3 separate regions of the Mus musculus genome follow, and all the other regions are linked to region 3. A link is a contact called in public HiChIP or PLAC-seq and capture Hi-C data. All regions are on one chromosome and are shown on one strand. Each heading gives the region's core, a stretch centred on a gene start, on an enhancer-like site or on the middle of the called end of the contact. The rest is flanking DNA. Distances are from core to core; before and after follow the strand shown.

Region 1 (3,901 bases), core at 583-3,082, 140 kb after region 3:
TTAGATGGATGGTTCAGGGGTCTCCACACACAGCACTGACTCCATCATGGGCTGCTGTATCAAAGGTATATATGTATGTCTGTTACTTTCAGTGGCCACCTTCAGGGCCGCTGTAACAGGAGCTGCACTAGGCACACCAGAGGGGCAGCTAGTGCACATCTGTAAGGGCATGAGCAGAGGAGAAGGCTTGAAGGGAAACCTGGGTCACATGGGTGGAACCCCAGGTCCCCTGGTGCTCAAGGAGCCTGGACTTCAGCTTTGCTAATCAGAAGGAAGCCACCCAGGGGTTGTTATGAGTCATTCCCCACAAAGGGTGAGAATAGGGGATGAGCATTGCTTCCAGAGTCATCTGACAGCTGCCCTGGGACACCCTCGAACCCTCTGCACAGGTGCCGGAGGGAGGGAGCTCACGGCACAAGGGCTCCTTTTATTATCTCTCAGTTTGGGAAGGTGTTCTACTTTGCTGACCTGTGATGTGAAGTCCACTCTGCGGAACACCTCCCTGGGAAGGGGGAAGCGAAGAGGACACAGTGAGCATCATGTGAGCTGATACAGGAGCGAGGACCTTTCAAAGCCATGCAAGACAGGGGACAGTCAAAGACTGTAAAATTCTTTCTTCCTCAGCAGATGGGGATCTCAGAGTCCTGAGGACTCCCCATTGCTCAAAAAGTCCCAGAAATGAAGTTGTGTGGGGGTTCCCTTCACAAAAAAGCAACCTCAAAAGTGGCTTAAGACTGAGGTTTGAACCCTGGTTCTGGAAGTTTCTCTGGGAGCACCAAAAGGGCTAAACTCCTGCTGAGGCAGGGAGCTAGATCAGGGGCCTCACTTGCGACTCTGAATCTTTTTCCGTGGACTCTGGTCTCTCACTTGGCAGGGCTTACAGCTTCTCTTTGGACTGCCTGGGTTCTAAAACTCATTTAAACCAAATAAAGTCACTGCAAATTTGGCCCCCAAGAAAAAGTTACTAGATAGGTCTTAAACCTGTTATTTTTCTAACTGGATTCATCAGTTCACCGGGTCCCAACTCACAGTTAGAGAGGCCCAGATGCTTCACTAATAACCTCCTGCTTCATTTGTCCCACCCTGGTGTGTTTACACACATACACATGCCCACGCACAATGCATGCACATGCACCCATGCATGCACCCACACATGCGCCCATGCGCACTGCATACTGTGCACATGCATTTACTCCCTGAATAGGCTCTGGAGCTGTGACATAAGACAGCCAGAGATGCCACTGAAGCCATAGCATCCCTCTGGCATCTGGATGCGGGCTCACACACTACAGCTCTAGTAACTGAGTCCTGGGGCCCCTGTGTGTCTACAGGCTCAGATCCCTCGTACCCTCCCACCTGGAGGCCTGCAACTCCAGGTCCTCTGTCAGCAGGACTTCCCAACTCTCAGCTTCACCAGCACACCGCTTCCTCCATCTGCCCTTGGGACACCATTACCCCAAGCTTCTAGGTCAAAATGTCAAAACTCACCTGTATGCCCCGTGCTGAGGCTGGGCCCTGTCCCTTCAGTTCCCAGCGATTGCCATGGTAGCCAGAGAGCTGACTGCTGCCCCACGAAGACCCAGAAAGTCCCTTGAAGCTTGTACCCACAGCCAGCCAAATCCAGATGGAGTCATATAGAAAGAGTCTTCAGGGTCACCTAGTGATTTAGGCCAGGGCCACAGAGTCACTTCTATGGGAGGATCCGTTCAACAAAGTGGCTGAATAACAGGTCTGCACGTGGGACTCCTTGTCTTGGTGCAGCGTCGGTCAGCCTCAGAAAGCGATCCGGAGATATTCTGTGGAGTCACCCACAGCTCTGCTAGGTACTGACTGGGTGGGAGGTGCTCCAACCTCCAGTCTTTATTTAAAAAAAAAAAAAAGTTCTAAAAGCAACTTCTAGAGGGAGTTTGGACTACGCCTGCCCCCTTGTGGCCATCCTCAGACTTACAACTCTCTGCACAGCATTCCAGCCCTTGGCTTTGGGACTCAGTGATTGTGTTAAAGGCCTTGCTCAAAATACTTTTTGGACAGCTTCTGAGAAAATGGCGGCTAGACCTGGTTTGTGACACACCCAAGGAAGCAAGTCTTGTAAAATTTATTGTAGCACGGAACTGGCGTTTCTCAATTCATTCAGCAAATTTGGCATTTCCTGAAGTTACATCCACTCCCAAAGGACTTGGACAATTCACACACTGGTGCTATTTAGAATAAAGTCTGGGGTGGGGGTGGTGGGCTCTGAAAGAACTTCCGAAGTCAAGATCAACACAATTCAGTAACAATGCCAGTGTCTGTGGAGCACAAAGACTGCATGAGGCACGAGAGAACGGGCCTGGGAGAAGCCCTCTGGTTGGAAGTCTGACTGGACCTCAAAGGACTGGAAACCTCAACACAAACAATTACCTTGTTTTTTTTTTTTTTAAAAAGGAGATACACTAGGGTGGGCGATAGTGGAATCCACAGGACCCTGACCTCTCAAGCAGGACCCGAGCTCGATCCCCAGCCCCCACATAAAAAAAGATGGCGTGGTGGCACACACTGTGACTCCAGTGCTGGGGAGCTGTGGACAGGACGATTGCTGGGCTCACTGGCTGGAAAGCTAGCTTGTTTGGTGAGTTCCAGACCAGCAAGGGAACTCTGTATTAAAAACCCTCAATATAGAACGACATCAGAATTTGACTTCAGTCCCCTCCCCCCATACACTTGTACACATGTACACACATACAGATACACACAATAAAATTAAACACAAATTGGAAGGATTAAAAAGAGATTCAAGCAGGTGTTAAAGAAGCAATGAATTCAGATGAGAACAGTGGGAAGAGAAAGACTATCAGAGAGACATACCCTCCCTCCCTCCCTCCCCCAAGAACCCAGTGTGAGCCACAACTAGATAGATCAGATGATGGGTCTGGACCGAAGTGTGCAGAAGCTAGCATTCATAAATAAGTTCCTGTTTGTTGGCTAAACACAAGAACAGGGTTTCAAGGTCAGATTTCTAACAGGAGAGTCTGCCAAACTCAACTCTGCCCACCCCACAGTACAGCTGCCAACCCTCAGCTGACTACTTAGAAGAGCTTTAGTCATCTTCAGGGACCACCCTCCTAACTGTGCCCAGAGGCAGCTTCTGCAGGACACTGCTTTACAGGAAGAAAAAAGCAGTCTTGTATAAGGAGGAGTAAGAGGAAGAGAAGGAGGAAGAGAAGAAAGGGGCACTTTATGATATTATTTACTATACATGCAGATAATGCATGCACTACTTCAAATATTTTTCGAATACCTATATACTTGTTTCTTGATATCCTCCTGAGGTTGGTTTCAGGACCCTTTCATGGACGCCAAAACCTCAGGCATTTAGATGCTCAGCATAAAACATCAAGGTGTTTGCATCTTTATGGCCCTGCACAGCGTCCAGTCTACTCTAAACCATCTCCAGGTTATGTAGTCTACCCAACACAATGTAAATGTTATTGTGAACAGCTATCATACTGTAGAATTTTGAGAACTAGGGTAAGGATACATTTTATTATTCAGTACAAACCCCGATTACTTAAAAAAATAGTTTTGATCTATAGTCAGCTTCGCTCTGCAGATTTGGATACTGTTAATTCAGGGAGGGACGTTGTGCACATCTTAACAGTCATGTGAAGTAGGTGTAGCTCCTGAAACCATTTACACAGAGATCAAGTGATCCATCTTGGATCCCTCCAGCCTGTGAACAGCAGAGCTGCAGTTCAGCCCTAGGCGTTGCCTTGAGTCTAGGCCTGTAACCACCCCCTTTATTACTCCTTACAAAAATAATGCTTTTGTCACTCAACAAGTCACCAACATCCCTGGGAATGGAATCTCCCATCTAGCGAGGTGTGTGCTCAGAATGTGACACTTGCAGACCGTCATTACACAC
Region 2 (3,751 bases), core at 845-3,344, 180 kb after region 3:
GTTACTACATTTCCTGTTATGTTCAAATGTGAAATGTTCCCCCATAGGCTCGGCTGTGTGAACCACTCATACCCACCTGGTGGTGCTATTTGCAGAGGCTGTGGAATCCTTTGGACATGGGGGCTATGTGATATACACAGGACCCTAGGTCAGCAGACATGGACCTTAAGAGTTATAGGACAGCCTCCCATCTACTCAAAGGTCTCTGTTACCTATTTGACCCCCCAAATATGAGCAAGCTCAGCTGCAAGTAGCCCACCACCATGGAGAGTGTATGCCCTGAACAGGGAGCCAGAATAAACCTCCCTGCCTTAAGGTTTTTGGGTTTTGTTGTTTTCCCTGCTGGGTATTTTGTAACAGCAACAAGGAAAGTAATCAATACAGACTGAGATTCTGAGAGCAACTTGGGGAAAGAAGCCAATTAAGCCAGCTAAGGTTTACATAACATGGCACTAACATGGATGAATTAGATAAAACACAGACATCCAGGGGGCAAAGAGTCAGCACAAAATGCCTGATACCTGGATGTCTGGCGACCCTAAGACATATATAGTTGGTAATATAATTATTTGGGGCAGAATTTGTCTTCTGTGTGGCTCTATATGAATATGACCTTGAGATCAGACTCCCAAATCTTTCCCTTTGTCAGCCTGTGTTTATCAGCTGGCCTACCTCCATGTGGTCTGAGAGCCAGTCTACATATGTGCCTGTGCCCAACTTTATGGGACCCTTATGTGCGTTCGAGTGCCAGGGTACCTGCCTAGCAGCCCTCATCTGGAGTGGATCAGTAGCTGTTATCTGCCTGTGTGTCCTCACAATCTCTCTGACCTCCAAAGTCCCCTTCTTTCCCTTGCATTGGAACATTGACTTTACAATGGACCAGGACACAAAGGGAGTCCATGGACAGATGAAGGCATCTGTTAGACTTTAAGGACCATCTCTGAGACAACAAAGGCTTGTCTGTAGCCCACTAGATTGTCTATAAGTCAAGCTACCCAGTCATTATTTAAACACATCCCATCTTTTTCAAGACTCAGGAGAAATGCCAAGTATTGTCACCTTTGCCTTTCAATACCTCTGTCCAGGTAAAGTAATCTTCCTTTCTCTTTTACCTAAATGTTATGTTTTTCATCTTTTTGTTGTCATTTTCTCCTCCTAGACACTAAAGGCTTTATATCTTCTTTTGACATAAAAAGAAAAAATATATATATATCCTTACTTACACCTGCACAGGCAGAGTATGAGACAACCCTGGGGCCTTCCTAACTTACACTCGGCTCAGACAGAGTGTGAGACAACCCAGGGGCCTTATTAACTTACACCTGCATAGGCAAAGTGTGAGACAACCCTGGGGACTTCCTAAATTACAGTTGCACAGGCAGACTATGAGACAACCCAGGGACCTTCCTAATTTACACTCCCTCAGACAGAGGGTGATACAACCCTGGGGCCGTCCTAATACCTAAACAGGCAGATTGTGAGAAAACCCTGGGGCCTTCCTAACTTACAGTTGCACAGGTAGACTGTGAGACAACCCAGAAGTTTTCCTAACTTACGATCTGCTCAGGTAGAGTATGAGACAACCCTGGGGCCTTCCTAACTTAATCCTGCTCAGGTAGAGTGTGAGACAACCCAGGGGCCTATGTAACATATTCCTGATCAGGCAGAGTGTGAGACAACCCTGGGGCCTTCCTAACTTACTCCTGCTCAAGCAGAGTGTGAGACAATGCTGGGGTGTTCCTAACTTATACTCTGCGCAGGCAGAGTATTAGACAACCTAGGGTCCTTCCTAACTTACAGTTGAACAGGCAGAGTGTGAGAAAACCCTGGGACCTTCCTAACTCACAACTGCATACAACCCAGGGGCCTTCCTAATTTATACTCTGCTCAGGCAAAGTAGTAGACAACCTAAGGGCCTTTCTAATTTAAACATGCACAGGTAGAGAGTGAGACAACCCAGGGGCCTTCCTAACTTATAATCTGCTCAGGCAGAGTATGAGAAAACCCTGGGACCTTCCTAATTTACTCCTGCTCAGGCAGAGTGTGAGACAACCCCGGGGCCTTCCTAGCTTACAGTTGCATAGGCAGAGTGTGAGACAACCCAGGGGCCTTCCTAAATTATATTCTGCTCAGGCAGAGTGTGAGAAAACCCTGGGGCCTTCTTAACTTACTCCTGCTCAGGCAGAGTGTGAGACAACCCTGGGCCTTCCTAACTTACTCCTGCTCAGGCAGAGTGTGAGACAACCTTGGGGCCTTTCTAACTTACTCCTGCTCAGGCAGAGTGTGAGACAACCAAGGGGCCTTCCTAACTTACTCCTGCTCAGGCAGAGTGTGAGACAACCTTGGGGCCTTCCTAACTTACTCCTGCTCAAGCAGAGTATGAGACAACACAGGGACATTCCTAACTTATACTCTGCTCAGGCAGATTATTAGACAACCTAGGGTCCTTCCTAACTTACAGTTGAACAGGCAGAGTGTGAGAAAACCTGGGGCCTTCCTAACTTATACTCTGCTCAGGCAGAGAATAAGACAATGCTGGGGCCTTCATAATTTACACCTGCACAGGCAGAGTGTAAGACAAACCTGGGGCCTTCCTAACTTACTCCTACACAGGCATAGTGTGAGACAGCTCAGGGGCCTTCCTAACTTATACTCTGATCAGGAAGAGTATTAGACAACCCTGGGGCCTTCCTAACTTACACCTGCACAGGCAGAGTGTGTGAAAACCCTGGGGTCTTCCTAACTTACTCCTGCACATGCATAGTGTGAGACAACCCAGGGACCTTCCTAACTTACAGTTGCACAGGCAGACTGTGAGAAAACCCAGGGGGCTTCTTAACACCTGCACAGGCAGAGTGTGAAACAACCCAGGGACCTTCCTAAATTACTCCTACTCAGGCAGAGTGTGAGACAACCCTGGGTCTTTCCTAACTTACTCCTGCTCAGGCAGAGTTTGAGACAACCCAGAGTCATTCCTAACTTACTCCTGCTCAGGCAGAGTATGAAACAACCCTGGGGCCTTCCTACCTTACAGTTGCACAGGCAGAGTGTGAGACAACCCTGGGGCCTTCCTAACTCACACCTGCACAGGCAGAGTATGAGATAACACAGGGGCCTTCCTAAGTTACTCCTGCTCAAGCAGATTGTGAGATAATGCAGGGGTGTTCCTAACTTATACTCTGCTCAGGCACAGTATTAGACAACCTAGGGTCCTTCCAAACTTACAGTTGAACAGGCAGAGTGTTAGAAAACCCTGGGGCCTTCCTAACTCACAACTGCATGGGCAGAACGTGAGACAACCCAGGGGTCTTCCTAACTTATACTCTGCTCAGGCAGAGTATTTGACAACCCACTGGCCATTATAACTTACACCTGCACAGGCAGTGTGTGAGACAACGCAGGGGCCTTCCTAACTTAGGGTTGCAAAGGCAGAGTGTGAGACAACCCTGTTGTTGGGAGCTGTTAAGAAAACACTATTGTCCTGATCTCTGAATTGGGCCTCTCCCCCTGAGAAGAAAGGGGGGTCAAAAGCGGGCCACATATGCACCGCTCAGAGAACAACCACAGACTGTTCCAGCCCTAAGTCAGCGCCAGATGTCCTGACCTCAAGATGTACGCTGGTTCCTGCTTCCCCGTGTAGTCGCCAAAAGAAAAATTTCCACTGCCCCATCCCTCCTGCTGAGAAGTACTTCCTCTTATTCCACTGCCCATTCCCTCCTGCTGAGAAGTACTTCCTTTTCTGCTGACACAT
Region 3 (3,711 bases), core at 1,121-3,620:
GAGCCAGGAAAACATGCCAGGTGAAAGAAACCAGACAGAGAAAGCCACACACAGATTCCATTGATGGCGCATGTCTAGAGCTGTCCAGAAACGGCCATTATTTCCTGATGGCTTAACTGTGGCGACAAACAAATGAAAAAACGAAAGAGGGTTCTGGAGATTGGGAGCTCATTTTTGGACGCTTTATTAGACATCTTGGTGGAAAGGTCGAACAGGCAGGCAAATACAGATCTGGAACAGAGCTGAAGACATGACCCTGTGGGCTTATCTACAGCAGTGGGATTAAAGCTGGGCTGCTAGATGAGAAAGGGTCTCGTGCAAAATCCTTGGCAAAGAGCAGCCTGGAGACTGTCCTTGCCACCACAGCTTGAGGACTGGATACAAAGGGCACAGTGTGTTTTTCAAAGATTAAAATACCTAGGTTTAGCCGGGCAGTGGTGGAGCACGCCTTTAATCCTAGGACTTGGGAGGCAGAGGCAGGTGGATTTCTGAGTTCGAGGCCAGCCTGGTCTACAAAGTGAGTTCCAGGACAGCCAGGGCTACACAGAGAAACCCTGTCTCAAAAAAACAAAAAACAAAACAACAACAACAACAAAAAAATACCTAGGCTTAAACATTTCAGCATTCCCTCATATTCTGGACACTCAAAAATGCCTCTCTTCCACTTACCCTGTTTGTACCAAAATATCCTACGTCCCGCCCAGCTCAGTTGTCTAATGGGACTTTTCTTTCCTGGCTGAGATAGAGCCTTAGTCTATACTGTCGTAGATCTGCATATACATTCCATAGGCATTAATTGTTAAATAACTATACTTTCTTTAACCCATATCACCTTTAGGCTTGGGGTTCAAAGGGCACATCTGACAGAGCTGGGGCATCTATTGATGGGCTTTCTAAGCCCCATTTATGTGGGTCTCCCCATTACTTAGACTACCCTGAACTGGCTGTGTACACCAAGCTGACATCCAACACGACATACTCCTGCTTCAATCCCCAAGCACTGAGGTCACATGCTTGGTTACCATGAGAACTGCTTATTTAAGATTTGACTTTTCCCAGGGGCGTGGTGGCGCACACCGTTAATCCCAGTACTCCAGTCAGAGGCAGGTGAATTTCTAAGTTCAAGGCCAGCCTGGTCTACAGAGTGAGTTCCAGGGCAGCCTGGGCTACACAGAGAAACCCTATCTCGAAAAAACAAAACAAAACAAAAAAAAGATTTGACTTTTCATTATACACCTTCCATCACCTATGTGTGTGTGGCAGGGGTGGGTGGTCTATGCACAACAGTACAGGAGCCTGAAGTGAAGGATGGCCTCCTCTGGAATGACATGTAGTTGTTTGTGAGCCACTCCACATGGGTGCTGGCAACCAGCTCAGGGCCTTTGCAAAAGCCCTGCAGGCTCTAACCAATGAATCAAGACTCCAGCGTCCCCCACCCATAACTTTATAATATTAGCACTGCTTGGCTTTTCAAAAGTATCTTTTTATTAGCATATGCTAACTCTACATGATTTCGAGTTTCACTATGAATTTTCATATAAGCATGTAAACATATTTTTTTTAATACCAGTAATCCCATGTATAAAACTCTACCCACAGCCATATTCCCTGTCCTTTCTTTGGTCTCCATTCCCTAGTTACTGGGACCCCAGGCACTCACTACTGCTTCCAGGTTTTGGGGTCCTGAAGATGGATCCCAGGGCTGCATGCATGCTGGGCACAGACTGTACCCAATGAGTCACTGCCCTACCACAGGCCACTTTTCTACTGTGGCCTCACCTTAAAAGCAGAGAAATCCTCCCCCCACCCCCACCCCCCTCCTCCTTCATGGGGAAGGGAGTGACTTTCTCCCTGAACCCCCAAACTTTCCGCGATAAAGGAGCTCAGGGTCAGGGGCTTGGAGGTGTGCGATGGCTCCAAGGGGTTCCCCTATTCTCCATCCACTATCTCCCTGGGTCCTCCCCTAGCCGCTGTGTACCCTCAGTTTGCTGTTCTTCCCCGCAGATCTCCTCCAGGTCCTCCAGTGGAGGCAGCCTCCCTCTCGTCCCCGTCCCTCCCGTCCGCGACCCTCCCCTCAGGTCCTCGATGCTCCACCCCTGACCCCCAGTCTGCCAACCACCTTCGAGTCGGCCAGGCTTTCCCTTACCACGCTCGCACGCTCGGGTAAAAAGGTGAAAGTGACGGGCTGGCTCAAAGCTGTCTGGACACCTAGTCCGGAAAGTGCAGGCTCAGCTCCCTCCCGCCAACAGCGTAACCGCCGCAGCGTTTAGGGCGCGCGCATTTTCAAAGGCCGCGGCCCGCCGAGGGGCACTGGAGTTCTAACTAAAAGCAGTCAGAAGACTCGCTCCAGAAAATGCAGGAACAGCTCCCTCCCGCCAACACTCGCAGTAACCGCCGCGGTGTGTAAGAAGCACGCTTTTTCAAAGGTCCCGCCAGAAGACTACGGGGCGGCACTAGGGTCAAAACTCACGCGTTCGCACAGTCCTCCCAGGTTTACTGGAGTTTCCAGGTTTGATTTAGTCCTAAAAGAAGAAATCTTCCAGAGCGATGGCTAGAAAGACATAGCAAGTGTCAGACAGATGCTGGCGGAAAAACAAAATATATATCTGTTTTGAAGGCAAATTACCCAAATTACAAACACTGCTCAGAATATGCAACTAGGAAGTTTTATTGCAGATATATGTGTCCTTAAAACACTAATTAGAAATGTGTAGATTTTCATTATTTGAGGCTGAGAATAAATATAGAATATTTTGAAATTTTGCTAACTTAAAAAATTATTGCTGTGTTAGTGTGTTTGTGTGTGTGTGTGTTTCTGCTACCCACATGGGAAGATCAGAGGACAACTGCAGAAACTGGCTCCCTCCTTCCCTCCTTAGATTCCTGAGATCTAAATCAGAAGGCCAGGCTCTGGCAGCAAGCTCTTATCCTCATTGAGCCATCTCACTGGCCCAGTTTTGTTAATTCTTGGAATTACCACAGTCTACTTAACAAATATTTTCAGAGCACCTACTGGGTGTCAGGTATCTGCACTTGAGTGCCCACTGCATAACATAATCTACTGTGTTCTCTACAAGAAAAATGAATTAAGTTTAGGAGAACAGGAAGACATTCCCATACCTACTATGTGGCTCAGAGACCATGTGATACCTTAAAAAAGAAAACATACAATGTAATACAAGAAGCACCAAGAGGCCTCCTCAACAGGAACGCTCTGTGCCGCATTGTGACCTCTTCAAACGGTTAAAGAAATTCAACCAGTCTGAGGCCAGATAGATAGGGACATCTTCTTTATGAAGACAGAAGTACACACAGTGGCATGACACGTATGTATTCATGTGTTTATATACATTAACACACTCATTTGTCTACTGACATTATCTTGTAAGACCCCCGAAGCTGGGCCTCCGCTCAAGTCCCGGGATGAGCTGGCCAGCACCCCAGTGGCCCGAGAGAAAACCACACCTGATGCAAACTGCAAGAGGTTTTATTATCAGCTAGCTGAGGACAAAGTCCCTCTGCCATGTAGGGCAGGGGAGTTCGACCCTGAGTGGTGACAGTAGGGGGCTAGCTGAGGAATTGGGAGGAGTTGGGAAGAGTTGGGAGGAGTTGGGAGGAGAGTTGGCTACAGCTCCTTTTCTTTCTGGCGGGGGGGGGGGGGGGGGGGGGGGGGGGGGGGGGTGATGAGCTGCAGCCTCCTCTCCAGCGTCG

What was found. HiChIP or PLAC-seq counts read pairs in DNA pulled down with a chosen protein or histone mark. Capture Hi-C pulls out chosen DNA fragments and counts their contacts.
Region 1: a capture Hi-C map of embryonic stem cells shows a contact between it and region 3, with 4 times the contacts expected there. The contact joins the promoter of Scara5 here to the promoter of Pbk in region 3. A contact is called at or near these places in 16 of 39 promoter capture datasets (the C10 cell line, HPC-7-derived erythroid cells, cancer-associated fibroblasts and 10 more), 1 of 15 datasets of contacts at CTCF or cohesin (embryonic stem cells), 18 of 484 Hi-C or Micro-C datasets (the N1E-115 cell line, embryonic stem cells, muscle stem cells and 8 more), 15 of 115 datasets of contacts at active chromatin or transcription factors (bone marrow-derived macrophages, craniofacial prominence, embryonic limb bud and 5 more) and 4 of 9 other capture datasets (adipose tissue, embryonic stem cells, liver and 1 more).
Region 2: a contact with region 3 is called in an H3K4me3 HiChIP or PLAC-seq map of the SCID.adh cell line, with 15 read pairs. The contact joins the enhancer-like site here to the promoter of Pbk in region 3. A contact is called at or near these places in 5 of 39 promoter capture datasets (cranial neural crest, embryonic stem cells, liver and 1 more), 1 of 484 Hi-C or Micro-C datasets (the G1E-ER4 cell line) and 8 of 115 datasets of contacts at active chromatin or transcription factors (the SCID.adh cell line, acute myeloid leukemia, embryonic stem cells and 1 more).

Annotation. Positions count from the first base shown.
Region 1 is chr14:65,664,334-65,668,234 of GRCm38.p6, reverse strand. It overlaps Scara5 (scavenger receptor class A, member 5), which reads right to left and starts at 1,832. Exons shown (of 9, transcript NM_028903.2): 1 at 1,489-1,832.
Region 2 is chr14:65,628,719-65,632,469 of GRCm38.p6, reverse strand. The region is part of intron 12 of Nuggc (nuclear GTPase, germinal center associated); the gene reads right to left. Among named protein-coding and RNA genes, the nearest start is that of Gm30245, 11 kb to the right of the region's middle. Within about 2 kb of position 2,094, at least 28 of the 459 cell types and tissues checked have an H3K27ac peak or open chromatin away from gene starts, as enhancers often do. A contact at or near this core is called in the G1E-ER4 cell line and the SCID.adh cell line, where this site is marked.
Region 3 is chr14:65,804,570-65,808,280 of GRCm38.p6, reverse strand. Pbk (PDZ binding kinase) reads right to left here and starts at 2,370. Exons shown (of 8, transcript NM_023209.2): 1 at 2,147-2,370.